Linked DNA regions of Mus musculus: region 1 is linked to region 2. A link is a contact called in public HiChIP or PLAC-seq data. All regions are on one chromosome and are shown on one strand. Each heading gives the region's core, a stretch centred on a gene start, on an enhancer-like site or on the middle of the called end of the contact. The rest is flanking DNA. Distances are from core to core; before and after follow the strand shown.

Evidence for each region. HiChIP or PLAC-seq counts read pairs in DNA pulled down with a chosen protein or histone mark.
Region 1: an H3K27ac HiChIP or PLAC-seq map of microglia shows a contact between it and region 2, with 4 times the contacts expected there. The contact joins two enhancer-like sites. A contact is called at or near these places in 2 of 39 promoter capture datasets (hippocampal neurons and stem cell-derived epiblast-like cells), 4 of 115 datasets of contacts at active chromatin or transcription factors (embryonic midbrain, embryonic stem cells and microglia) and 3 of 9 other capture datasets (adipose tissue, liver and pancreatic islet).

What each region holds. Positions count from the first base shown.
Region 1 is chr2:31,321,219-31,328,182 of GRCm38.p6, reverse strand. The region is part of intron 1 of Hmcn2 (hemicentin 2); the gene reads right to left. Among named protein-coding and RNA genes, the nearest start is that of Hmcn2, 10 kb to the right of the region's middle. Within about 2 kb of position 3,027, at least 4 of the 459 cell types and tissues checked have an H3K27ac peak or open chromatin away from gene starts, as enhancers often do. A contact at or near this core is called in microglia, where this site is marked.
Region 2 is chr2:31,200,642-31,207,478 of GRCm38.p6, reverse strand. All of the region lies in intron 14 of Gpr107 (G protein-coupled receptor 107), which reads right to left. Among named protein-coding and RNA genes, the nearest start is that of Gm22516, 14 kb to the right of the region's middle. Within about 2 kb of position 5,333, at least 25 of the 459 cell types and tissues checked have an H3K27ac peak or open chromatin away from gene starts, as enhancers often do. A contact at or near this core is called in microglia, where this site is marked.

The sequences.
Region 1 (6,964 bases), core at 1,778-4,277, 120 kb before region 2:
ATGGAGCGTTAGCCTGAGCCTGGCTCTTGACTTGAAGTATGTTTGTTTGGGGGTTTCTCTTTTTTCTTTTCTTTTTTTTTTTTATGGCTTTTTCGAGACAGGGTTTCTCTGTGTATCCCTGGCTGTCCTGGAACTCACTCTGTAGACCAGGCTGACCTTGAACTCAGAAATCTGCTTGCCTCTGCCTCCCAAGTGCTGGGACTAAAGGCGTGCGCCACCTCTGCCCAGCTGTTTGGGGGTTTCTGTTTTGGTTTGAAATCATTATGCAGAGGATGGTTTTTTATTTCTAACACCTCAAACCAAAAGGCACAACAAACTGAACCAGAAGAAAAACTCAAATGAGAAGCAAAACAAAAAACAAGCAAACAGGAAAACAAAACAAAACAAAACAAAAAACCCTTCCCATGATAGGGCTGAGGGTGCCACCCAGCAGCTAGAGCCCTGGCCTAACCTGCACAAAGCCTTAGAGTTTGGTTCTCAGAACCATGTTAAACTGGAGTGGTGACCTGGCTCTGTATTCCCAGCACTTGGGAGCTGGAGGAGGCAGGGGTCTGAGATTCCTCCACTATAAAGGGAGTTTGAGGCCAACCTGGGCTACACAAGACCCTGTCTTAAAACAAAGATAACACACACACACACACACACACACACACACACACACACACACACACGGGGTTTAGAATGGATATTGATTTCAGCAGGTAAATGTCTAGCTTTTGTTGTGACGTTGCTAGGCTCTGTTTCCTGTTGACCTACATATGCAATCCCTCCGTTGTGACTGGTTCCCACATTCCTTGCTTTAGTCGCGTGGTCACGGTGGCTTTTCTCTTTAATACTAAGCTGGCTTCTGGCTCAAGTACACGTGCAGGAGGTTTGCATCTGGGTAAGTCTGTTCAAGCCGTCTAGGAAGCGCTTCCTTTCTGCTCCTCGTCAGGCTTTGGCTCAGGGTTCAAGTCTTCCAGTTAATAATCTGTTCCCTTCAAACCTTGCCAGACCAGGGCTGGGGTGGAGCACAGTGGTGGAGCACTTGCTTCACTTGTGCAAGGCCCTGGCTTCCATCAAGAGACCAAACCCCAAACCTAAAGAAGCAAAATGACTATGCATTTATAAGACAGTGTTCAAGAAATGTCCTTCCAGGCCATGCATGTGGGGGTGTGCATGTGTGTAACAATATATAGCCAGCTTATCTGACTTACATACATATATTCCTCTTTGTAAAAGAAACATTTATTTGTGTGTGTGATTGCATGAATGTGGAGGTCGGAGGAAAACTTTTGGGAGTTTATTTCTCCTTTCGCCATGTGGATTTGGGGAATTAACTCGGGTCATCAGGCTTGGTGTCAAGCCCGTTTATCCACGGAACCATCTCAGCTGCTTTCACGTACATATACAATCCTAATTTTTTTCAAAGTGCTCACTTTATAAAGTAGATATATTCATTTTTATTTTATGTGTTGTACTGGCTAGTTTTGTGTCAACTTGACACAGCTGGAGTTATCACAGAGAAAGGAGCTTCAGTTAAGGAAATGCCTCCATGAGATCCAACTGTAAGGCATTTTCTCAATTAGTGATCAAGGGGGAAAGGCCCCTTGTGGGTGGGACCATCTCTGGGCTGGAAGTCTTGGGTTCTATAAGAGAGCAGGCTGAGCAAGCCAGGTGAGGCAAGCCAGTAAAGAACATCCCTCCATGGCCTCTGCATCAGCTCCTGCTCCCTGGCCTGCTTGAGTTCCAGTCCTGACTTCCTTTGGTGATGAACAGCAGTATGGAAGTGTAAGCCAAATAAACCCTTTCCTCCCCAACTTGCTTCTTGGTCATGATGTTTGTGCAGGAATAGAAACCCTGACTAAGACATGTGTATTCCTGGAAATGAAACTACTCTGTGGAAGTGGACCCCACCTTTTGCATTTTGATCAGTATGGAAAAGCTCCCTGTATTTACCCTGCCCAGGACACACTGGGAGACTGTGTCTATCACATCCTGGCCCGTGTCTCTGTTTGTTTAGTGTGCTATAAGAACTTTAGGCTGAATTGATAGAAGACAGATGATGCCCTGTTTAAATTTGCACATGTCTGACTCTTGGCCAATTTAGAACCTTCCAGAGTCCCCCCCCCCCCCACCTTTGGTTCCTCAGGCATGCTGCCCTCCTGAGGGGAGAGTTTGGGCTGGCTGGGCTGGACTCATGGTACAGCCCTCAGAGCTGCTCATGGCCAGGGCAGCTTTTTAGCATGTGTGGGAGCTACCGGTGTACGTGATCGTGTGTGGAGGTCTTCATTGTCTCCCTCCACCCTGATTTTGCTACTGTGCCCAAGCCTAAGGAACATCGCTCCCTCAGCCTGACAGCACTCTCTCCTTTAACCTAAAGACTTTTACACCCTTGGCCCAGAACTTCTCCCTCCCTCAGCCTTGGGGTTTCCTTCCCTTGGACTGGAGTTCTTCATCCACTTAACTTGGTGTTCTCCCTGATTATCAATAGGCCCTTGTTCCTTTAGCTTTGGGTTCCCATCCCTATGCTAGAAGGCCCTTTAGCCAAGGGTCCTTTGGTCTAGCTCCAGGCACCTCTCCCAGGAGACTGGAGATCCTAGCACCTGTAAGGTGTCAGCTACATCCAGCTAGTTGTCATCGTCCTGAGGCAGAGTCATCCACCGAGGAAGTGAAACCCGACTGTATCCTGAGGACCAGCCTGGCTCATGTCACGGGCTTGACTGGGCCAGACACTTCCTTGTCAAGGGTTCTCCAGGCCTGAGTCTTTGCAGGGGAGGGATGTTAGGAGGGGATGGAGGGAGAAGGAAAGGTGGGTGTTGGGTGCTGGGGAGGTGTTTGCCTGTGGATAAGAGGTGATGGATCTGAAAGTGGAGACCCTCAAAGGGCTGGGGTGTGGGATTAGGGCCAGCCTCTTAGTGTCAACTTTACTCAATAGGTAAGGCTGGGAGGATTTCCTTAGGCCAGGCAGGTGCCAGCTTGCCATGGTGCCTCAGTGCAGCCAGAAAGACTCAGACTCCTAGGTGTCTGGTCATGACGTCTGTCATTCTCACAATGAGTTGAGGTACTAGTTGGGTGGAGAAGGATCAAATAGGGCTGCGAACAGCATCCTGGGTACAGGAAATGGCAGAAACAGAAGCTCTGAGGCCAGCAGGATTGTGGCCCAGTATACCCTGAGGAGCAGCAACAGACTGAGCCTAGATCTTCTGGGCATTCTGTCTGGCAGAGGCTTCCAGGGGCTTCTGGACTCCTGGAGGGGACAAAGAGGCTCTGGGACCATTTTTTGTTCTTTGGATAGAGCCACCAGCCTAGTGTTTCTTGTCTCATTAAATCTGTCATCACACCTATCATTTGGGGATATCTTTAAAGGTGACAGCTTGGCTCAGGCTCAGGAACTGTCAGAATCCCAGCAGCCTGCATGCCACTTCTCCTGCCTCTGCCTCCTAGAGATGGGACAACTGAGTCCTGGAGAAGGAGGGCAAGGTGGTGGCACGGTAGGGAACTCTGCTGAGGTTACTGTGGGGAGCACGGAGTGTGTGTGTGTGTGTGTGTGTGTGTGTGTGTGTGTGTGTGTGTGTGTGTGCATGTGAGTGTAGGTGTCCCTGAGTTCAGAAAAGGGTCAGGTCCCCTACGACTGGATTTACAGTTGCCTGTTACCCAGAGTAGATGCTGGAAACCAAACTTGGGTTCTCTGTAAGAGCAGCCAGAGTGCTTAGCTGCTGAGCCATCCCTCCAACCACAGCTGATTTTTAAAGAGAAGTTAACAGAGGTTTTCTGTTACCTAATATTTCATCTGAAAGAATAAATACTTCAGAATAGTTTTAAAATGAAGAATACTCAGGGATGGGGATGTTGCTAAGCAACAGAGTTTGTGCTTAGAAAGCACTTGGAAGGTAGAGGCAGGGGAGTCAGGAGTTCAAGTTCATCCTTGGGTACACAGGCCGCCGGGCTACATGACACTGTCTCAAAACAATAAGAAGCACGAACCAGGGTCTGGCTTCCGTCTCTAGCAGCATAAAAACACAGAGCTGAAATGAGGTTTATAAATAGAAGAAGAAACTGTAGAGATGGAGTCTAGAGGACAAAGAAGAAGCTGGACCTGAGTTAACAAGGCTGTTTCCCACGAGGTTAGGAGTTAACGAATCTGAACCCATGCCTGTACACGCTGGAAGGGTACAGTGAAATAAATGGTTGGCGGACAGATGCGGGAAGCCAGGTTTGTCAGCGTTGGAATGGGAGGCTAGAGATAAGCCACATGTGTTCGGCTCTACGTGGACAGAGGTTAGAGCAGTGCATGTGGTAGTGATTTAGTGCTGGAGACATCAGTACGAAGGCATGTCCTCCTTGGAGGGACAGGGCTGTGTGTTAGGCATCCTTCCTGCTGCTTCCATAAGAAATACAGCAGAGTCAAAGTGGGGGAGGGGAAGGATGTGTGTGGATCCAAGGTTATGGTCCACTGGGTGGTGGTGGTGCACACCTTTGATTCCAACACTGGGGAGACAGAGGTATGTGGATCTCTGAGTTCGAGGCCAGCTTGCTCCGTGTCAAAAGAGGAAGGAGGGTGTAGACTATGGTCTATCACACCAGAAGGAACAGTGAAGTTCATGGTGAGGGGACCATGTACTAGGACACCTAGTGTGTCTACAGGTCAGGGTGTAGCAGGCAGGGGAATACCTGTGTTCCACCAACTTTCACTGGCTTCCTACTCCTCCCTCAGCTGAAAGGGTCTGCTGCCTGCATTTGGGGTGGGCCTTCCCGCCTCAGTCTATCCTCTCTAGAAACCCCCTCACAAGTATAACCAAGAGTGTGCCACATTAACACCTGAGGGGTTCCTTGAGCCAGGCAAGCTGACAATTTAAATTACCTGTCACAAGGTGGTTATATCCAGAAACACTGTGGCCAGCAGGATGGTTCATCAGGTAGAGGTCAAGCCTTAGAACCTAAGTTGGACGGATAGGACCCACGTGGTAGGAGAGAACTGACTTCTACAAATTGTCCTCTGACCTTCTTGTGCATGACATGACACATGTTCTGCTCACAGCCTCTCCCCCAAAATTTTTTTAATGTATAAAAATGGCTTTTAAACCCAGAAATGCTGATAGAAGCACATGCAAGTTCTATTTATACTCAGGTCTCCCTGCTCTGTCGTGAAAGGGGTCAGCAGAGACCCTTAAGCAACCAGAGCGCATTTAGCACCAGAGCCTGGCTGCTGATACCATTCCCCAGGGCCCAACAACCAGGACTCCCTGGGAAAACAGATAGTTGTACACAATGCATGCCTGCAGCATCTCTCAGTGCTGAGGCATGCATGGGGCTTGTCGAGCCTGGCGGCTGCCGCTGTATTAGCAGAGTACCTTCCCAGCATGCACTGGGCCCCAGGGTTCTATCCCAGAGTGGCATAAGAGGATGTGGTGCACACCTGTGATCCCAGCAATCAGGAAGAAAGGCAGGAGGATCTGAAGATGTTGGATGTTCTATGTTCGAAGTCACTCTCAGCTACACAGCAAGTTCAAAGCCAGCATGGACTACGTGAAACTTTGTATAGAAGTTCTAAATGTATCAGTAAATAAAAACAGTGTTTTTAAAAACCTTCCCTATGCTGCACTGGGAATTTGCATAGGAACACAGAAGCCAAACAAATTAGTTTCCAAGGACCAAAGCCTGAAGAGTCTGAGCCAGGAAATAAACAAAGTAGTCTTGGATTAGAAACAAGAAAAAAAAAAATAGATGAGCTTCCATGCCAAACAAGATACATGACTACATGATAAATAAGTAACAAATGAAAAAGACAAGGCCACTCCCCTACTCAGGAAAATTCTGTCACTTCTGACGCTGTTCCAGGGAAGGCAGCGCGACAGCTCTCTGTGCAAGAATAGACTGCACCTTCCAAAGAGACAGAGGAATAGAGCAAGGACCCCCTTCTTCACCCTGGAGGACCCTGGTCAGCACAGGGAGGGCTTGCAGGCCACCCTGTTGTATGTGCACATCCCTCCTAGATATTGTCACCCTGGCATTGTATCTCTTTGTCCTTCTCCACCCCAAACCACCTAACTAGCAAAGTGTGGTGATACAAATGCCCCACGGTGGAGAGATGGCTCAGTGGGTGAAGCAGCTGCTGCATGGTGTGAGAACATGAGTTTGTATCTCTGGTACCCATATCAAAACCCAGTGTGTGCATGGCAGTGTGCACCTGTTGCAGGAGTTCTGGGGCAAACAATGGAGACGGGTGGAGCCTGAGGTCTCACTGGCCAGCCAGTCTGGCTAAAACAATTACACCCAAGGTCAGGGAGAAATAAGAAGTACTTACGCAAAAGGTAAGGTACAGGGGCAACGGAAGAGCCTCTGCATGTATACCACACATGTACACGACACTACATATGCACGCATATCACACATGTTCATGCACACATTACATACATATGACCATGTGTGTATACCACACATGCACATCCATATATACCACACAGGTATGCCACACATCCATGTGCATATATACCACACTGTACACTACACAAGCACATATACCACACATGTACACCACACTGCACATGCACATATACCACACATATATACCATGAATGCACATGCATGTACCACACATATTACATACATGTAACCACACATGTCAAAGTACACATGCATGTATACCACATGTATACATCATACATGTACATGCATGCATACCACATGTGAGCACACACACACACACCACATGCACATAAAATATATACAGGACATTTCTACTCTATCCTCACATTAATTCCCAAATCTAAAACCTTATGGCATAAAAACTCGACTAAAAGTTTTATAAGAAAACATAAAAGCAGATTTGAGAGCACAATTGGGAAATTGAAGCAGAAGGATTGTGAGTTCAAGGTCAGCCTGGGCTGCATTAGCAAAACTATTTCTAAAAACAAAGCAGGAAAATGAGGCAGGGCAGTGGCAAATGTATATCTTTAGCACTTGGGAGGTGAGGCAGGGCAGG
Region 2 (6,837 bases), core at 4,084-6,583:
ACCAGTGGCATGGTACAATCTCTACTATTTCGGGCGACTCCTCCCTTGGAGATGGGAAGCTATGAGCAGAAACTGGGGCTATGGTTGGGGTCTCAGAATAGACAAGGGCCAGGGCTAACCTCTCCAGCTCTACACCGCAGCTGAGAGGGATAGCTGCCCCCTAATCAGAATCAGCAGCAGGCTGGCATAAATGACCACCCGAGGACCTCCCACAGGAGCAAACTCAATCAGTTCTCAGGTGCAATCCGTTTCCCTTACGGGCTTCATTCATAGTAAGCCCTTTGAAAGCAGACTCCCTCGTTAAGCCCTACCTTCAAGAACACTCAAGGTCAGCTAAAGCAGGAAGCGCAGCTTCCTGACACTGCCTATGGCTATGAAATATTGATGACCGTAGAGGGTAGCCTGGCTCCCTCCCCGATTAGCAACGCTTTCATTCATCATAGCCTTCCTGCAGGAGGCAAATTAATTTTGCTTAATAGCATTCAATTACTGATTCAGTTTAAGAATGGGACTGTGGGTGGCAGACATTCAAATTTCCTCTTCCTCTCCCCTCTGGCTCATGATTTGTGATGGTGGTGGTGGTGGTGGGGTGGGGAATACGCTTAGGATGCCCACAGAAATTCCAGAGATCCTAAGTTAGCAAGGCGGTTAACAACTAGAGTTCTGTCAGAGGCCTTCTGAGAGTTTTGAAGTCCAGAGATACATTGTCTTTGTGTGTGTCCTTGTGTATGTGTGTCCATGTGTATGTGTGTACACACATGTTCATACAAGCAACAGGAGCAAGTATATACACACCCAGCAGGCATGGGGCAACAACTGGCAGACTGCCCAACACTCTCATCTCTCTACATGTCTGAGAACTGTGTTGTTTGTTTGTTGCTGTTGGTTTAACATTAAACTCTCTGGTTCTCACCCTTTGTTCATCCGTCAATACTCAGTGAGCAAGTTCTGACTTGCACCAGGCATCGGGTACAAGCAGTGCTCTAGGCAGATGCAGCCTCCTCCCTGCTCTCAGGGACACCCCACTTAGGCACTGGGAGGGGTGCTCCTGAGGACAGATGCTACAGTCGAGACATACTAGGTGAATCAATGTCCTAGGCCTTGGCTTCCATCCACATGCACAGCCCTCCATCTCCTGCCTCCACGACAGGGCCTGTTCTCACCCCACTGCAGCAGAGTAGGCCAAAGCTGGAGGGTATTTCAGCCTGCCATCAGGGCAACCACTAATGCTCTCCCTTCCCATGGGGCAGCCTCATGGATGGGCAAGAGAGGGTTCAGCATGCTGGACCTTGAGGACGCTGGTGACAGGGACAGACAAGCAAGGTGAAGACATAGACTGTGAACTTGTCCTTACTGAGTCTAAGGGCCCTGGGGAGTTTTAGGCTGTTACCAAGGTCAGGGCAGCAAGCAGCAAGTTCACCTGGACACTGGCTGGCTGACAAGGGCAGGAACTAAAGAGTCCTACAAGGAACCATGAAGGAAATGAGGAGGCAGACAGCACGGGAAGGAGGGGCTGAGGCCCCCGCAGACCTTAGTGGGCTAATCCTGGGGAGTAAGAGCAGGAAGTGACACATGGGCACCCCCCAGCACCACAGGCCACATCAGTCCTGCAGGCTACACAGACACTCTGATTTCTGAAGGGAGGCAGGCTACATGCAGCTCTGTAATTGAGCCAGTGTGCCTCACACCCTCACACCACGAGGGTCCACTTCAGAACAGCGTCACGCTACCCAGCACTCCTAGGGATGACAAACAGGTCCTGGAGAATGTGACAAGTTCTAGGCCATTTCCTAAATCATGAGAACATCCTTGCTAATTTCATGACATTACTTAGCACTGAGTCTGGCCTCTCAGGCCCCAAGCTGGGTTTTCCTGCACTAGGGCTTGGGAGAGGGGCGTGGTATGGACCCCAGAGCTACAGTCCTGCTAATTGGGTCTTTCTGGCCATCCCTGACACACTCTGCCCTACACGCATGCATTGGAGTTGAAAGAGAACACTCAACAGAGCAGGCTGAGCGCAGCTGTATGGCCAGGGTTCAAACCTCAATTCTGCTGCCTGGTACACATGTGACAGTAAGCAAATCCTCTACCCTCTTGGTCTGGACTTCAATTTGTTCATCTGTTAAGGCAGGAACAATAATATCTAGCCTTAGGGTTACTGGGATAGCCAGCAGGACAAAGGCGGGCAGCAAACGGCTCGCACTCAGCCCCTGGACGCTCTTACAATATTTATCAGAATCCTGTCAGAATTATATGGGGCTAGCCTGCATCGAAGGTAGCACTGTGACTGGTAGAAAGCCAGACTCTAGTAATACTGGAACCCAGGTGAAGCTGGGACTACCAGCACCCAGGCTCTCCTGGAAACAGCGCTGCCGGCCACATGGGACTGACGAGCAGAGGAGCAGCAGCCACAGAGGGGAGGCTCTCAGCATCGGGAGTGTCACAGCCTGGAACCCCAAGCTTCCCTTTCTTCTCTCTCTTCCAAAGACTTCCCAGGAGTCTAGGAGGCTGACAGCTTGCTGCTCCTTGAACCACAGGGAGCTGGGCTCTCATGGGAGTGCAAGCTTGCGGAGGGAGGCTAGGCTGGCTATTTCTGACTAGGCCACACTGGAGCAGCAAATATGGTCAAAGAATGAGCAGGCAAGAAGGGAAACACTATGACTGGGAGCCAGGAGCCCTCAGTCACACCACTGTACTCCACGTGCCTGCCCCTGGCCCATGCGTCCTTCTCCTGGCCATGTTCCTCATCTGGAGGTTAGCCTCGTTAGGGCAGAGGATCCTGTTCAGTGAACACCAGAATGGGCCAGAGCTTCATTTTGCTTGTTTTTAAGACAGGGTTTCTCTGTGTAGCTCTGGCTGTCCTGGAACTTGGTCTGTAGATCAGGCTGGCCTCTGAACTTAGAGATCTGCCTGCCTCTGCCTGAGCTGGGATTAATGGTGTGTGCTACTACCACCTGGCATAAATTAAAGGATTCTTCTGGAATCTAGCCCCGGTCCAGCAATAAGCAACATGGCCACAGTCCAGAGCTGCTGGAGCTCCCCGGGGAGGGCACAGGCACTCTTCTTTCCCCCCAAGGAGCCGGGCCACTGCGGAGCCTGCAGTTTGGCACGGCCCCCTTCTTCCTGCACATGGGAAGTGCTGCCGCCCTTCCCCGGACTGCCACCTCCTACCCAGGCATGGTGACAGCTCTTGTGGAAGGGAGCAGGAGCCGCTTCTCACCAGCGGCTGCCCATGGCCCTGGAAATAACCCCACAGTACGCCACACCAGGCAATCCTGAAACTTGGCTGGGGACCGGCGAGAAGGCTCAGGAGGCAAAAGGTGGCCTGAGTTCAATCCCCAGAACCCATGGAATAAGAAGAAAATCAACTCCTTAATAGTGCCCCCAGGACCTTCAACAAGAGCTCTATGGCTCACACATTCCCCCACTCTGTTGCATATTCATGAACATATGTGCACACTCACAAATAATAAAATAAAAATTAAGGGCCAGTAAGATGGCTCAGCAGGTAAAGGTGATTGCTACCAAACCAGACAATCTGACCCCATCTCCGGGGCCCACATAGGAAAAGAGAGGACAGATTCAAGAAAGGCATCTGCTGACCGTCACGACGACCTCAGCACATGTCACACACATATGTGCTCATGCATGTGCACACACACGCACACACAAAAAAAGTTCTTTAAAAAAATAAATGACATGAAAGGAAGGGGAAGTTAAGGATTCCAAAAGGAGTGAGTGGGTGATAAAAGGGATGGGAAAATGTAATCAAATATACTATAAACATATATGAAAAAAGTACTTCCGAAAGGGGGGGGGTGGGAAGGTGGCTCTACTGTTAAGAGTGTATTGCTGCTCTTGCAGAGGACTCAAGCTTGGTTGTCAGTACCTACATCAGTTGGCTCACAACCGCCTGCAACTCCAATTCCAGGAGACCTGAGCCCATCTTCTGGTCCTCAGGCTCTGCATGCATGTATAGCACACCCTAACCCCCATTATATAGAAATAACTTTTTTTCAAATCTTATAACAAAACCCCTAAGAAGGCCAGAGACAGATCAGACCTGCCCCCAGCTCACTTCCTTTGACAGTTTGGAAACTATCCAAAACCAATAAGAACCACCATGATTGTTACTGTCTATGGAGAGATACAGGCACTGCCATTTCTTCTGCTTCATCTCACAGGCTCCTCTGTGTAGAACGCCACACTGTCAGTGACCTGTCTGGGATGAGTGAGCTGGCCTGGTGAAGGCTAGCCATACACAGCCTGTAAGTGGAGAAGCCAGGCCTCCACTGGAGCCCAAGGCCACTTCCCTCAGCGCCACGCTCTCTCCACCTACACTCCAAATCAGCGAAAGGCAAGCCCCAGCTTCTGACCTTCTGACCACTGCCATCATAGTTCCTGCTGGGGACTGCCAGTGCCATTCTCAGCATGGGCTACTAACTTACAGGGTCAGCTTCTTAAAGCCTCTGCCTCTGTGTAAAGAAAGCCTCAGGCTTAAGACATTCCACTGGCCTACCACCCACGCCCTGCTCCTCACTGCAGTGCCCAGGCTGAGCAGTTGATCCCGCCTGCCCATCCTCCCATCTGCATGAGTCTGCTCAAAGTCACTCCTGGGGCAGAGGGTCTCCCTGTGGGGGCGAACCCCATCACCTGTCCCTGGGAGCAGGAGAGAGGCCACAGGCCAGAGACCTGACACAACACTGGCTTTAAAGTGTTAATGGGGCTCTATAGCCTTCAGAAGGAAATCCCACCAACAAACCTCAGACAGTTTGGGGGAGTCAGCAGGGGAAAGGGCTGTAACTGCCAGTGGCTCGGTTCCTCAGAGCACAGGGCACTTCCTCTCATGCGTCTGGAGGCTGTGAAAACTGATCCCAATTCACTCCTACATGCATTTAAAGCAACAGCCCAAGAGAGGTCAAAGGTAAATGAGCTAAACCACTAGGGTATGTATCTTGTTCTGTGCCAGACCATATCATCAGTGACAGAAATGAAAGTGGGCCAGCAGGACAGGTGGCTCAGATCTACAGAGGCCCCAGTTTCTTAGGAGGCTGAGAGGAAAATCTAGAGTTTAGAAGTTCAGGACGAGCAACCTGCCTCAATCAATCAATCAATCAATCAATCAATCAATTAAAAAGTCCAAAGACCACCGGGCAGGGGAAGCCTGTGCTCCTTTGCCCTTCCTCCTTCCCTCTGACTCCAGAACCCATCATCAGCACTGCTCAAGGAGGGGCCCAAAGGGATGGTCCAGACTGGCTCTGTCAGCGTCTGCTCTCTCCAGCACAGTGTACAGCCGAAGTCCATGAGCTAATCAGATGGACACTACAGTAGAGACTGCAGCCAAGCTTGAGCGCATGTCAGTCAACCCCAGGTCTCCAACACAGATGCAACCAGCAGTGAGCTAGGACGAAGGTCACATTTATGCTTGCTTGATAACACAGGCTACCAACTCAGGCGAGACTCTCCAGGTCAGAGAGTCTGACCTCCCTGGACTACTGCAGCACTCCATCAGAAAGCGCGGCCTGCAATCCTGAGACACACCAGCAGCCCTGGACAGAGCAGGCTATTGGGGGAGGGAGGGCAGCTACCATGAAGTGTGCACACTGAGTTGCTGATACTTAATGAAGCAGTGCATCTCAGCCTGTGCTGTGAGAAGTCCCTGGGCTCTGGATTGTGTCTTACATGACCTTGGAATGGCATTACTTATTAAGTAAGAGATCAGTTATTTCATAGTGTTGGAAGATACAGGTTGGTAGCAATTCAGGAATTTTGAGTGTGTGTCTGAGGTAGGAAAAAACCTGGTTTTGGTGAAAAACATATATTAAATATGCTTGTTTTAAACTGGTGTTATGACATATTCAATCACCCCCTCCGAGCTGTGCTCGAGAGCATGTAGAAGTCCCAGCTGCCCAGGAGCCCTGTGGGAGGGAGGCACTGGCAGACTCTGGGCAGACCTGTGAGGTGGTCCTGAGAGGAGAGCAGAACCCTCTGAGGCTTTTCTGGGCACCACTGTGTGCTGCAAGAGAAACAGGCACATTCCAGTGTTCCCGCGACAGCACTGGGAAAGAAGGTATCTGCAGGTGGCTGTGAGCATCCAAGGCAGCAGCTCCAGACATGATGTCCTTAGTGACACAGGGACAAAAGGATGGTGACAAGGCTCTGTGATTAGATCAGGGACTCATTTCTTTGCCTCTTCTCTTAAAAACTCTGCTGTAGGTGGGAGGGTTCTAACAACCAACACTGAGCAGCAGTGCATATAAAGGTAGGGCAGAGACTCAGCCAGGCTGTCCCCTCAGCAGGCAGGCTGTCCCCACAACAAGTATAGTGGGGAGCTCCCTCTTCTCCTGAGGGCTTCCAGCTGGAGTCTCTAGGCTTCCCTTGGCAACAGCTCTCACTCACCGACCAGAGCATCGTGGCTCCTACTTGGAAAGTGAAAACCAAGGCTGGACAAGCCTGTCACGGAAAGACACTGAAGTGAAGGAGCTGGGGAGGATTGTGCTTACAGACCCCTAAAGCCAGAGCTGTTCCTTGTTCAAGGCTATCTGGTTAAGAAGAACAGAGTGTCATCCCACCCCCACCCCCAAGGCCTTAACTAGTCTTTTTTTAAAAAAATATTTATTTATTTATTTATTTATTTATTTATTTATTTATTTATTTATTATATGTAAGTACACTGTAGCTGACTTCAGACACACCAGAAGAAGCCATCAGATTTCATTATGGATGATTGTGAGCCACCATGTGATTGCTGGGATTTGAACACAGGACCTTTGGAAGAGCAGTCAGTGCTCTTAACCACTGAGTCATCTCTCTAGCCTCCTTAACTAGTTTAGAAAA